Linked DNA regions of Mus musculus: region 2 is linked to region 1. Evidence: chromatin contacts called from public promoter capture Hi-C data. All regions are on one chromosome and are shown on one strand. Each heading gives the region's core, a stretch centred on a gene start, on an enhancer-like site or on the middle of the called end of the contact. The rest is flanking DNA. Distances are from core to core; before and after follow the strand shown. Region 1 holds the start of Grcc10 (gene rich cluster, C10 gene). Region 2 holds the start of Gdf3 (growth differentiation factor 3).

Region 1 (7,201 bases), core at 3,446-5,945:
ACCTAAAAAGCCAATAAAGCAGCCAGGTGTGGTGGCTCATGCCTGTAGCCCCAGTATTCAGGAGGCTGAAGCCTGGGACAGAAGGCCAAATGTGATGGTCCATGCCTGCCCTTGGGAGGTCTTCCTCGACGACATAACGGCTACGTGGCATAGCTTCATGTCATCAGCTTCAACATTTTACCCTGGATTCTGTCTTCTGATTCTGCATCTGCAGGTTCAGCCAGCTATAGACAGAAAGTATGCTCCCACTGGGTAGGCACAGACCCTTTTCCCTAGCCACAATTTCCTCAATACTACGATACAATGATTTGCATAGTATTTACATCGTATTAGGTACTCAAAGATGATAAAATCCACAGTAGTATAGGTGTGGGTTCCATGCAAATACATTTGTATAGTTTGGTATCTTCCAGTCACTCTGGAATCAATCCCCCATAGACTCTGGCAAGTGACTGTTTTCTGTTGCTGTGTAGCCTCGGCTGTCTTGGAACTCATTCTGTAGATCAGGCTAGCCTGGAAGTTAGAGACCCGCCCGCCTCTGCCTCCTAAATTCTGGGATTACAGGTGTGTGCCAGCCAACTCGGGGCTTTATGCCTGCTAGCCAATAACCCTAATCTTTGTTTTTATTATTTATTTAGACGACATCTTGCTGTATGTGGCCAGGCTAGCCTCAAACTCAAGATCCTCCTACCTCGGCCTCTCCTGTCATCCTACACCACTCTTCCCAGCTGAGACAACTGTATCGCTGTTATTGTAGCATGACAATCCTGTTTACTCGTGATGTGACTATCCCAAGTTTAGAAACAAAAGTGAAAACTGAAGGCTCATTCGGTAACTTGCCCACAGTCACGAGGTTCCAGTGAGTGGGAAGGTGAAAAAAACCCAAAGCTGTCTGAGGCCAGAGATCTGTTTGCCAACTGCACCATCAGGCTTTAAGGAGCTGCCGGGTACCGAAAAGCCTGGAGATGGAGATGGCGGATACAGGTCACCCCCACGGGCAGATGGACCAAGACACAGAGGTGTCATGGAAACCGTGCACTTGGGTTGTTCGGTGTAAGCAGAGCAAAGCAGCTGAACCAAAGCATGCAGGGGCTGGACCCCCGAAGCAGAGGTCTTCCAAGTCCAGGTTAAAGAACCAAGAAAGGTTCTATAATGGGAGATTCCTTGTCAAGGCAGATGGGAAGTCTCGGCACCACCCCCGGGCCGGCAGGGACGAGATACACACCGGAGGAAGAGGGTACACAGAAAGAATTGAATGAGTATGAAAAGCCAAACTCAGCAGGACCCCTGTACAGACCACCCACAAAGTCACCAGAACTCTCTGAGTGGGCCTTCACTACCCAAACTCCACCAGAAGTCTAAGGTGCCCATGGCTTTCTTCTTGGGTGAACACACTATCCTTTGCCCATTTGTCCCCAGACATCACTCAGCTCAGCTCAAACATCATCTGGAAGCCCTCCCTGTCAGCCAATTATGTCTCCAGAATACATCACTTGCTGCTTCTTTTCCTGCGTGTTAGTTAGTTAGTGCTTCGGCCATCTGAAATAATCCTAGTTATTGCCTGTGTATTCACTCTGTCATCTCTGGCTGGAATGCCTGCTCTCTAAGCAGAGATCATGTCTGCCTCATATTCATATTACCAACAAACATCGTCATCAGTACCTGTCCACCATGTCTGCTCACCATTCATCTATCAAAGTTTGCTTTCTTTGGGGAACAGTGAAAGAACCAAACTGTCTGTGTGTGGGGGTACGTGGGGTGTCTAGGAATGGAAGAGCTTTCTCAAATGTGCCCTCAGACTGCCATGTCTGAGGTGATGCGAGCTACACAAGGGGGAAAGAGATCCTAGACAAGAGGCAGAAGCAGGAGGACCACAGGCCAGTGGTTAAAAATAAGAAAAGATTTGGGGTGGGGGCGGGGGAAGAGGCAGAGGAAATGAGCCTGGAGGTCTTGTATCTTGTGGTAAGGAGAGAGAGTTCACAGGGACAGGACGGGGACCCAGGGCAGGGGTATTAGTGGGAGTAGACTATTTTTGTAGGCATATTTGTTGAGGGTGTGAACAATGTCCATCCACCTAGACAAACAGGAGTCTGTGGGACACACACAAGTGGTGGAGGGGACTTACCCGCGGGACAACATCTCCCGGGAGGAGTGGGGAGAAGTCACAGGCAAAGGGCGACGGGGGCGGGGCCAATCGAGTGGCACAGCTGTTCAGGGATCCAGACCTTCAGGAAGAATATATTTCGTTTCTTGGCCACTTCCTCCTCTATCCAGCCTGTCAAACCAATGGGACTCTGAGGCCAAGCCCCTGGATTACAGGTCTCTGAGAGAAGAACGGTGGGGCGGGGCTGGCCAGAGTCCGCCCGCCCACCACGGCCAAATTCCCCAGAGGACTGCAGGAGTGCAGCAGGCTTCAGGCCTGTCCAGGCCTACTTCCCTGGGAAGGGGAGGAGCCACCTGCTGTTCTACCTGGAGCTCAAACTGCTGGAGCAGAAGGAGGGCGGGTAGAAGCAAAGCCCAGGAAGTAACCCTAGCCAAGGGACCGCCCTCGGAAGAGTACCTCTCTGACAGTGGAAAGCAGAGAGCCCAAAGAAGAGCCTGGGCCCGCTGCTCTAGGAGGTGCCACCTTTGTGAGCAAACCTCCCAGGGTACCAAGAGGCCCATCTTAGCCTCCCACACCCTAGGTCTCATGAGAGCAGGGTTGGTCCCAGCGAAGAGGATAGAAAGGGTCTAAAGGAGGGGAAAGGCTAGAGGCGGCTGGGTGGCAACAAGAGGGGGTAATCAGGACTACAAATGACTGACACAAAGGTTTAGTCACAAGTACATTTATTATCCTCTGGAACACAAGGGCCGCCTCCACAGCAGCAGCACACATACGAGAACCAATCTCAGGAGGCTGCCACACTGCTTCCAGAAGCAGGCCCATGGGGCGGCAGTGTCATGGGTGGCAGGAACAGGGCCTTCAGCTTGCCTGACAGGCTGGCAATCTCGGGATCCTGGGCTTCATAAGACTTGACCAGGCGGGCAAACTTAAGGACACCTGCAATCAGAAGCAAGTCAAGCCACACTGCTGGGGACCAGTGTGTGGAGGCAGCCAAGGGGGCTCCCTAGAGCAGAAGATCTCCTTTCGTCAGGCAGCCATCTGCAATAGAGGACAATTCACCCCCATGTCCTGCATGGCTTCAACCAACCCCGCCCCGGTTTTCACTAGGCACAACTGGATGCAATATAAAAAAGCCCTAAAACAGCTGGGCCTGCCCTTAATCCCAGCACTCGGGAGGCAGAGGTAGGTGGGTCTCTTGAGTTCGAGGCCTGCCTGGTCTACAGATTGAGTTCCAAGATAGCCAGGGCTACACAGAGAAACCCTGTCTCAAACAAACAAACAAAAAATTAAAAAGCATTATGTTTTCAGTCTCGGGTGAACCACGTTCAGCAGCTTAGCCTCAAGCAGCCTGATTTGAAAGAGACTCCCTGGTAGTCCTGGCTAGCTAACAAACAAACAAACAAACAAACAAACACAAAATTAATAAACAACTGTCCTTGGGAAGAGAGGGCTCAACCTGCCACACCAAACCTATTAGCCAAAAGGCAGACAAGAAAGAGTTCAGGTACACGAGAGAGTTCAGGTTAGAGCTGGGCCCAGTGACTCAAGCCTGTCACTTACTCAAAAGGCTGAGAAAGGTGGGTCTCTGGTTCAAGGCCATTCTGGGCAACTTACTGCGATCCTGACTCGGGGAGAGCTGGGAAGTTCGAGGGCCATGGAGAAACACTTGCCTATGTAGGGCTTTGGACTCTAGAGCCAGAACTTTTGTTTGGTGGGTTTTTGTTTTTTCAAGACAGGGTTTTCTTTGTATAGCCATGGCTACCCTGGAACTCCTCACCCTACATACCAGGCTGGCCTTGAACTCAGAGACCTGCCTGCCTCTGCTTCTCAAATGCTGGGATGAAAGGCCACTGTGGCCATGCCTGGCTTCAAGAGCCATAACTTTTCAGGCGGGGCTTAAGTCTAGTCCCTGAACTGTGAGTGGCAATGTTTGATGTGACTGCCGCCCTGTGGCGAGAAAAAGATCGATCGGGGGGGGGGGGGGGCATCATCATGCGTCCCACCCCCAGTCCATTCCTTTGCCAAGCCCTGTGGGACCCACCTTCCCCGTCGCAGCTGAAGCCATAGGCTTTAATAACCTCTTGTTGGATCTGTGTGGCTACGGGCAGCACAAATTGCAGCATCTTGCCCATATCGTTGCACGCATTGTCTCTAGCCTCGTCCATGCGCACGGCATTCTCTGGGGCCGAGAACGCTTGAATCACCTCCGCCAGGACCACTGCGAGACGGAAGCATCCCAGAGAGGTCCGCGGAGGACGGCGGGCGAGCCCAGAGGAGGGAAGAGGCAGGGAATTAGTGGGCCGAGGCCTGCAAGCAACCCGATAAGCTTGTCCTCCCAACCCTTCGCCCTAATGGGCAAGGGCCCCACTTGGAGAGGCAAAGAATAGTATCGCGCCCTCCCCCCAGAAGACGGCCCACACCCAGACTAGGCTCTTTCCTCACCCTTGGCCTGCTCCGCGCTCAGGGCCGCGGGCTGAGCCGAGGCGGACGCCATAGAACGCCACTCGGTGCTTGAGTAGTGGGAACACAGAAGAGATCCGGAGAACCCTGCAGCCAGCCACCTCCCCCACGGATGCAGGCCAGAGGAGGCAGAAAGGAAGCGGGACCGCACGAGGCGGAAGTCTCAGAGCGTGGCTCTAGCACATACGCGTTTCCTAGGAAACCAGAGAAGGATCAAAGCCCCTCTCACACACCGGGGAGCGGGGAAGAGAACTGTTTTGCTTTCATTGTAGACCAGTGAAATTGGGAGGGGTTTTCCGACCGAAGTCAGAAAACCTGCTAGACAAATTCTAAAAGAGCTGTAACACTTGCGGAAGTGCGTCTGTAGCGAGCCAGGGAAGGACATCAACTCCACTTTCGATGAGGGTGAGATCAAGGTGCCATTTCCACACCCCTCCACTGATATGTGAATCACAAAGCACAGTTCCTTATTCGGTTCGATAAACAATATTCTAAAAGACTATTAAAACCGCTCGTTTCTTGAGTTTGTGACCGCTTGTAAAGGCTATGCAAATGAGTCAGTGCTGATTGGCTGAAAACAGCCAATCACAGCTCCTATGTTGTTAAAAAAAAAAAAAGAGCTTCGCGAGATTAAAGGCTTGGAGCTAAAGCCGAAGTGAATCGGACTTAAGTAGTGGCAGGCGATGTGGCCCGATGTCTTGTAGTCTCATCCTTACAAGTTCCCCACACTGCAAAGACTCTGGAACATCAGGCCCGACCGGGCATAGCGCCACATTTCTGTGATACCAGCACAAAAGCTGAGAAGTTCAAGGCCAGCTTGGGCTCCATGGCCCTGCTTCATTAAAAATAGAGGGGTTGCAAAGATGGCTCACCCTGCTTGGCAATTCCTAACTGCCCTAACTCCAAGCTACAGGGACCCAACAGCTTCTGGTCTCTTTTGAGGCCTTGCATTCATAAGCGCAGACATGAGCTCATACACCTAACTATTAGTAAATCTTTTACAAATACTAATCTTATTGGCCTCCATGTTATACACCTTTAACTGTTTCAAATCATAAACTATGCTGAGAAGGGATTCAGATCTCTGAAACTGTCTCTGGAGCACTCTGGTGGCACATTATGTCAGTGATGTACTTCCAAGGGCTGAGTAGGTCTTAGATTTGCTTATGCTTGCTGTGCGCCTATTCTTGCTCTGAACGGCCTCAGGAGCCTGAACTCCCCAATCTAAAGGTCTAGGACAGGGCACCCCATAAGTATAGCTGAGCATCCAAGATCAAGAAGAGCCTTGTCAGGTTAAAGAGATGGCTCAGGGGGTTAAGAGCACAGACTGCTCTTCCAGGTGTCCTGAGTTCAATTCCCAGCAACCACTTGGTGGCTCACAACCATCTGTAATGGGATTTGATATTCTCTTCTGGTATGCATGAAGACTCTTGTAAAATAAATGAGTAATAAAAAAGAGCCTTGTCCAACTCCTAAGTTTCCATAAGAAAACCCCATTCATCCCTTCCCACTTCCCCTACAACAACCAGACCTCTCTCCCTACCCACCCCAACACCCTACCCACTGCAACCACCCTCCCCCAAATAAAAAACACGTCACAGACATATTCCTGGGGAACTGTGAGGATGTTTTTGTTTGGTTGGTTTTGGTCAGGATGTTTTTTAAAGAGCATCATATAGATATTTATATATATAAATTATTAATGTGGGACGGGTAAGGGCACATATCGCCGAGGGAGGGGGTGCACACACAGGGATGGGGCGGGGCAGCACACAATGCTACGCAAAACAGCCACATCTAACAGATGAAAAAAATCACACCAATGGGTTAGGGGAGGGGCAGTGGCCACCAAGGATTCGGCATAGAGGAGAAGAAAAGCAGGGGATAGGAGGAGGGACCTGGTCCAAGATACTGTGCACTTTCTGCCCCCACCCTTGCCACTTCCCACCTCTGCACACAACCCCGGGCCCTGACCTTGTCTGTCCCTTCTTCCCTCCCTCCCTCTACCCAGCTGCAGGAGCTCTGCAAGCGGGCAGCACCCTCTCCTCGGCTGGGGGTGGGGTGGGGTCAAAAGGTTGGGGTGGTCCTCCAAGGTCTGGATGAAGGAGCAGTGGGTGCTGTCTGGATCGCAGCTCTACAGCGGCTTGTCACTCTCCTTCTTCAGGTGACTAGATAAGAGGCAATGCAGAGATGAGACTGAGAAAGGGGGCTTCCCCTCCCAAGGGCTCGGTGTCCTGTTGGACCATGCCCAGAACCCACTTCCCCTTGTGCTCTGGGGGCAACCTGGAGTACCTGTAGTAGTCTTCCTGGGCAGGTAGTGGCACGCTGTGCAATGGGTGATGAGCATGTAGCCACTGCTGCTGTTCCAGCGCCAAGCGCTGCAGCTCAGCTGACTGCGCGTGCATGGCCTGCAGCTGATGAGCCGCTGACATTGGAGCAGAAAGGGAGGCCGGCAGGTCCCGGTAAGGGGCAGCTGTGAGAAGAAGGCACAGGAGTAAATGACTGCTGGATGGGGACAGTCAGCCAACGTTCCAGACAGACAGAGGAAGCTGAGGCTAAAATGCAAAGTTACAGCACCTAGCCTATGCTCTATCTGTCGGCCTGTGGTGGAACGGAACGAGCCCTAGCTCTTGAGGC
Region 2 (7,201 bases), core at 3,127-5,626, 2.1 Mb before region 1:
CACCGTGCACTTACACAAGCACCCACACATAAAACAAACAAGTGAACATTTTTAAAGCTCACGTAAATTTTTCTATGTTATATTTTCTCAAAATAATTTTAAAATCTTAAGATATACAATTGGATATAATATGGTACAGGGCAGGCCTTTAATTCTAGGATTCAGGAAGCAGAGGCAGTTTGATCTCTTGTGCGTTTGAGGTTAGCCTGGTCTACATAGTTATAGGACAGCCTGGTATAGAGACCATGTTTCCTGTTTCAAAAAAAAAAATTTTTTTTTTGGTCCTGGTGGCACACAGCTGTAATCCCAGCACACAGGAGGTAGAGGAAAGAGAATTGCCATGAGTTCAAGGCCAGCAAAGATGTATAATAAGACCTTGTTTCAAACAAGAACAAGAAGCCCAGCTACTATGCATAATGAGCACAAATTAAGTAAGCTCACCAAGGGGTCCATAGTCATACACAAATGTGTGTAATTGTGGGGCTCATGAACCATGATGACAGACATGTCCGATTCAAGAGAGCATAAGCCAAAGGTGGGGTGGTAGTTTTATTAAAGGATTTACCCTAAGCACACTCCTAGCCTAGTCCCGAGACTACCCACACCCACACTCATCGACTACCATGTCTTCATAATGTCGGAGAATGACGTTCTTATCACTATCCTGATAGAGCATGGAGATGGGCGAGAGCTTGGTGGGGACACAGACAGCCTTGGGGACCTTGGGGTCAGCCATATGCATCAGAGCCTGCATGAAAGCATAATTGGAACTATTTAAATACGTGGTCATTGAGAAGGGGCACTCTCCATGACAGTAATTTGCCATGAACCCCTTAGGGGCGATGACCCACTTGTGCCAACCCAGGTCCTGGAAGTTGATGAACAGCTGATGACGGTGGCAGAAGTTCCTACAGAAACCCTTGGGGACAGAGATGGCCGCCCTCCTTTTTCTGGAAGAAGGATGACAGTGTTTAGGATTGAGGGTTACCACCAGCAGCGAGGCATGGAGAGAGCGGAGCAGCCGGTCACAGGGGTTCTCGGGCTGGACAGTTACCCTGGAGTATCTGTCCTCTTTGACCAGAATCTCTAAGTGTAAGTCCAAGTTCTTCAGTCGGTTGCTGCTCCAATCCTTAAGCGCACCCTGCAGGTTGAACTGGAGCTGACCTTGAGGCCCAGGGACAGACCGCAGAAAAAGCAATCTGCCCACCTTAGGGTGGGATCGCCCCCACACGCCCCGGTCCTGAACCACAGACAGAGCAACCACCAGCTCTGGTCGCAGGTTATAGTAGGACCTGGGCCCCAAGTCTAGAGTCAGCTGGGCCATGGTCAACTTTGCCTTTTCTTTGATGGCAGACAAGTTAAAATAGAGGACCTTCTGGAGACAGGAGCCATCTTGGAAAGGTTTCTGTGTATTAAGGAAAAAACCTAGAAGCAAAAAGAAATATTTGAGAGCCATTGCAACCATTTTTACTTTGGACCACATGTGCTCATGCATAAATGCGCAGGACCCCGAGCTCCAGTCAAACACTCCCTTCTGGGGGGGACTATTCCCCAATTCTCCTTATTCAAGTCCAGATGTGTGCTACTCCTCAGGAGTTGTCTACCTTGGTTTTCTTACATCAGGTCTCATTGACCTGGGGTTCACCAATTTGGCTAGACTGGCTGGCCAGTGAACCCCAGGGACCTGCCTGTCTGTGCCCCCAGAATGCTGGGGTTACAGAAGGACATGTAGTACCAGGCCGCTGAACTTCATGCTTGTAAACAAGTCAATCACTACACTAAGCCATTGCCCCACACCCAAGTTTTTGGTTTATTTATTTATCTTATTTGTTTGTTTATTTATTTATTTATTTTTGGAGGGGCTGAGTTTGTGGTTTTTTTGTTTTTTAAAAGACAAGGTCTCTTGTAACCAAGGCTAGCCATTATATAGCAAAGAATGGCTGTAAACTTCTAATCCCCCTGCCTCTACTTTCAAAGTTCTGAGACAGCAAATCTATTTCTATACATCTGGTTTATACTATGCGGGAGCTCAAACCCAGAACTTCAGGGGCACTAGGCAATCCCCAGCACCTCCCATCACACCCACGAGCGCACGCGCGCATACACGTACACGTATACACACACACACACACACACACACACACACACACACACACACACACACACCTCCTAAGTAGCCTCCCTCATACCTCCAGCTCTGCCTCCGCCCCCACACCCCGCCCCATGACTTTGATACCCTTTTATTACAAGGAACAACCGCCACGTGGGAGGGTCAGCATCAGCTTCCTCTTCAAACCAATCTTGGACTTTTCCTTCTTATTAACTAATTCTCTTCTAAAAACTCTTTCCCCACCCCCTTCCCCAAGACAGGGTTTCTCTGTCTAGCCTTGGCTATAGACCAGGCTGGCTTTGAATTCGGAGATCCATGCAGTGTTTTTCTTTGGGGGGAGGGGGTGGGGGAGGGGTGCTGGTTTTCCGAGACAGAGTTTCTCTGTGTAACAGCCCTGGCTGTCCTGGTACTTGGGCTGTAGACCAGGCTAGCCGCGAAGAGATCCACCTGCCTCTGCCTCCGGAGTGCTGAGATTAAACGCGTGCACCACGGCCAGCTGAAACTCTGAAACAGAGTAGACTTTTAATAATATATGCACTCTCAAGGCCATTTCCAGTCTAACTCCCAGTAAGTATACATTAAGGGCTTCAGGGACAAATCCTTTATTCATCTTCGTTTTATAATCTCAACCCTTGGGAAACTGCAGCAGGGGGATTGCTGTAAAACTTGTGGCCAGTCTGAGCTGCAAGAAAGAGCTGCAGACCAGGATAGTGTCTCAAAACAAAATCCACCCAAGCCAGGAAAAAAACAGTTACCAGAAAGACTACGCATCTGAATGCCAATGCAGGAATGTGGACTCTCCCAAGAGGCTCCAACTTTGAATAAGAATCAAGTAGGGAAAGAAAGGACCGCAGCCTAAGGCTAGAAGAAACTACTTTTCAAACATCAAACGGGTGGCTTGTGCAATTTGGTGGTCAGTTTAAAAAGCTATGGGATGGCAGTCCCTCAGAATTTTATAAGAGTGTAACTGTGCCTTAGATTAACACCATTGGTCTGTATTTTTAAAAAGTCAAGTCACGCATGATGGCGCCTGCCTTTAATCCCAGCACCTGGGAAGCAGAGGTAGGGGGTGTCTCTTGAATCCAAGGCCATGCTGGTCTAGAAAGAGACCCCCAGGGCAGGCAGGGCTACACAGAGAAACCCTGTGTTGAAGAAACAAACAAAATGAAATAAAATAATTAATAAAATATAAATAGATAAAATCAAGAGATGTGCTGGCTTTTAATCCTAGCACTCAGTACTTGGAAGCAGAGGCAGGTGGCTCTTGCTCTAAGGTATACATAGCAAGTTCCAGGACAGCCAGGGCTACACAAAGAGACGTGCTTTTGCATCTAACAAAAGTAACACAGAGGGGATAGAAAGAAAGATGGCTGCATGCTTAAGAGGACCGGAGCTCATTTCGCAGCAGCCATGCGGTTGGGCAGCTCACAACCTCCTGTAACTTCTGCTCCAGGGGATCTGACACCTCTGAACTCTTAGGATAGGCATGCACAAAAACATATTAAAAACAGGGAGAGAGTAAGCAGGAGAAAAGAGAAGGGAGGTGGTGGGGAACCGCTGACTTTTAAAACCTACCTTGAATTCGGTCTCACCCAAGGTGTGACATTGTCTAGCTCTCGGAATGCTGACCTATAGTCTAAACCCACTCTCTGTTAACTGTAAATTAAATTCTGCTAAACCGGCACCGCGGTAGTTAGACTAGCGTGGAGAGGTGATAAGAACACGTGCCTTCCTCTGGGCTGATCTTGGAACCAAGACAGAATGTGCAAGATCCAAGGCCAGACTCCGGCCAGCCATGGTGTCCATCTGTATCCTCCTCCCTGCTCCACAGCACCCACTTGAGATTTTTCTCTGATAAACCCTCGGGTTCCTTACCCTGGTCTGGGAGAAGCTGAAGCAGGTTCCCACGAACACCCAGCTCCTTCACGTAGCATAAGTCCTGCGAGGCCCCACTGGCTGCAGCGGCTTCTCGAGCCCGGATGATTTTCCTTAAGACGCGAGGCACAGGTTGGAACCTGTGAGGTGAAGGCGCTTTCTCTAATCCCAGAAACTGCAAAAGGTCAGAGTCTTGAAACTCGGATGTCTGGCCCCAGGGCAGGGTTAACAGAAGGAAGCCAAGCGCCAGAAGCCGTTGATAAGGCTGCATGGTCGTCTGAGCCAGGGTAGAGCAGCCTCTGGGGTGCGCAGCTCAGCGGTCTAGCCTCCTCTGCTCAATTCAGGAGCCTGGGAGCTAATCAAGTGTGAATTGCTCTCTTCTCAGCCCCTCAGAGGCAATTCAATGTGAAAAGACAGATGGTGTGTGTGTGTGTGTGTGTGTGTGTGTTTTCTCCTTCTACTCCCCGCGGGTTGGTCAGCAGTGTACAGCGTGAGTGAAAAGGAAGACACACTCATTCAACACACAGACATTAGTGTGTCTGTGATATGCAAGGCAATAAGATAACTTCTGGGAGCACAGTAGAGAATAATTTATTATATGTGTAATTTTGAGAGGGGGTCTCTTGTGTCCTAGATTGACCTTCAACTTGTTTCTCTTTTAACAAGATATTTGTTTGTTTGTTTGTTTGTTTGTTTGTTTATTATGCCTGTGAGTGGGTTATGCATGCCACAGTACAGGGGCGGAGCTCCCAGGTCAATTTGCAGGAGTTGGTCTCGTCTTCCGAATGGGTCCCAGGAATTGAACTCAGATTATCAGGCTTGGTGGCAAGCACCTTTACCCACTGGGGCACCTTGCTGGCCCAAGTTTGAACTTCTAATCTAGTCTACCTATCGCTCCCAATGAGATTGGATGAGATGCATGGTATGGAACTCTGGGCTGAAAACACGCTAGGCAAGCACTCTGGTCACTCCTAGCCCTGTAATCAATCAATCTCTCAATCTCTCTCTCTCTCTCTCTCTCTCTCTCTCTCTCTCTCGATTGCTTTCTTCCTTCCCTTCCCTTCCCTTCCCTTCCCTTCCCTTCCCTTCCCTTCCCTTCCCTTCCCTTCCCTTCCCTCCTTCCTTCCTTCCTTCCTTCCTTCCTTCCTTCCAGAAATGGTGTCTTGCAGGAACTAATTACAAACCTCTTATCCCTGTACTCAGGAAGCAGAGATAGAAGAATAAAAATATAATACCAACTTCAATCATATAGCAAGTTTGAAGCTAGCTTGAGCTACATTGAGACCTAACTTAGAGTGGGGGTGGGGTTGCTATCTTTCCCAGGGGAGTCAGAATCCTGGGTTTAGGTAGTCCTTCCACACTGTCCAGAAAACTGTGACTGAGCTGTCAGTGTGCTGCCACGCCCAGTTCACTATGATTCTCTTAGTTTGGGATGCAGAGAGGACTCAGTGGTTAAAAGCACTTGCTGCTCTTCCAGAGGAGCCAAATTTGGTTCCTAGAGCCCATATCTGGCAGCTTATAGCTGTCTTCAGGGGATTGAACGCATCTGGCCTCACTCAGCAGGCACCTGCACACATGTGCACATACCCATATGCAGGCACACAACCTATGCAAAATTAAAAACAATAAAAATACATTTTTATAATTTTATACTTCATAGTCTAAGTACAAAAACACTAACTGGCAGTGTAGCTCAGTGGTGGATACTCAAGATCCTGGGTAACACTGTAAAAAAAAAAAAATCCCAACATAAAAAAAAAAAGATGTTTTTAACCAGGCCTAGTGATTACAGTCCAACAATCCCAGCTGCTTAGGAGGCGGACACAGGTTAAGAACCTCAAAGCCTCTGAAGTTCCTGGCTGCCTAGGCTGCAAAATGAGACCCTGTCTCAACCGACCCAACAAAAAAGCCTACATTCCTCTTCTAGATTTCAGTGTCTAACCAAATTCTTCTTGACTAGGATCTCAGTCCTGGGGTGAGCTCTGGTCCCATCCGGTATCACCTGGGCAGCATCAAATTCTTCATTTCCTCTCACTGAATGTTGTCTCAACTAAAGCTAGAACCAACAAATTTGCTTCAGGAACGGGTTGAGGGACCCAGTCGGAAGTCCGCAGGTTGGGACTCACACTGCCCAAAGGAGCTTTGTGTGGAAAAGCACAGAATTGTCGACAGGGTGAAAGGGGGGTGTGGCCCCAGCATAGGCAGGCAAGTCGTGAGTTCAAGGCTATCCTCTGCTACCTAGCAAGTTCCAGGCCATGGAACTCTGTCTCTACACAGCAAAACATACACTTAAGGCTGTTGCTGCTGCTTTGGTTGGTTGGTTGGTTGGGCTTTTTGTTTGTTTGGTTTCAAAACAGGGTTTCTCTGTAACAGCCCTGACTGTCCTAGAACTCACTTTGTAGACCAGGCTGCCCTTGAACTCACAAAGATCTGTCTGCCTTTGCCTCCTGAGTGCTGGGATTAAAAGTTGTACCCCTGGGCTGGTGAGATGGCTCAGTGGGTTAGAGCACCCAACTGCTCTTCCGAAGGTCCAGAGTTCAAATCCCAGCAACCACATGGTGGCTCACAACCATCCGTAACGAGATCTGACTCCCTCTTCTGGAGTGTCTGAAGACAGCTACAATGTACTTACATATAATAAATAAATAAATCTAAAAAAAAAAAAAAAAAAAAAGTTGTACCCCTGGATTGTTGTTATTATTATTATTATTATTATTATTATTATTATTATTTTGTTTTTTGGATAGGATCTTCTTACATTGCTGTGGCTTTAAGAGCTGTTTATTTTATGTATGTAGGTGCTGCCTGCTTATATGTCTGTGCCAAAAGAGGTCTGAGGAAGGCATCGGATCTCCTGGAACTAGAATTATGGATGGTTGTGAACCACCATGCAAGTTCCGGGAACCAAGTGGAGTCTTTTATAAGAACAAGTGCTCTTAACCTTGGGCCATCTTCTCAGTACCTTCCTGGAACTTTAGGTGTGGTCCAGGCTAGCTTCCAACTTCTGGTGATGTTCTTGTCTCTCTCATCCAGGTACTGGGGTTACAGGGTGCACTGCCACCCCAGCGAATTTCTGACTGTTATTCCGCCCCCCCCCCCAAAAAAAAAACTGACTAGAAAGACTCTCAGAGTCCATTGAAAGTCTAACTCATTTAAACTGCCAGACAGTTAATTCCAGGGTTTGCCTGGTGTGTGCAAGGCCCCAGGTCTGACCAC

Evidence for each region. Promoter capture Hi-C pulls out the DNA fragments that hold promoters and counts their contacts.
Region 2: a promoter capture Hi-C map of embryonic stem cells shows a contact between it and region 1, with 4 times the contacts expected there. The contact joins the promoter of Gdf3 here to the promoter of Grcc10 in region 1. A contact is called at or near these places in 1 of 39 promoter capture datasets (embryonic stem cells), 1 of 484 Hi-C or Micro-C datasets (embryonic stem cells) and 4 of 115 datasets of contacts at active chromatin or transcription factors (bone marrow-derived dendritic cells and embryonic stem cells).

Annotation. Positions count from the first base shown.
Region 1 is chr6:124,736,374-124,743,574 of GRCm38.p6, forward strand. Grcc10 (gene rich cluster, C10 gene) reads right to left here and starts at 4,696. Exons shown (of 3, transcript NM_013535.2): 1 at 4,547-4,696; 2 at 4,146-4,322; 3 at 2,810-3,040. The coding sequence starts at 4,598. The coding sequence ends at 2,889. Rnu7 (U7 small nuclear RNA) reads right to left here and starts at 4,913; the gene lies at 4,852-4,913. It overlaps Atn1 (atrophin 1), which reads right to left. Exons shown (of 10, transcript NM_007881.4): 9 at 6,857-7,037; 10 at 6,171-6,732. The coding sequence ends at 6,699. It also overlaps a transcript of Ptpn6 not described here.
Region 2 is chr6:122,605,711-122,612,911 of GRCm38.p6, forward strand. It overlaps Gdf3 (growth differentiation factor 3), which reads right to left and starts at 4,377. Exons shown (of 2, transcript NM_008108.5): 1 at 3,986-4,377; 2 at 1-1,425. The coding sequence starts at 4,256. The coding sequence ends at 596.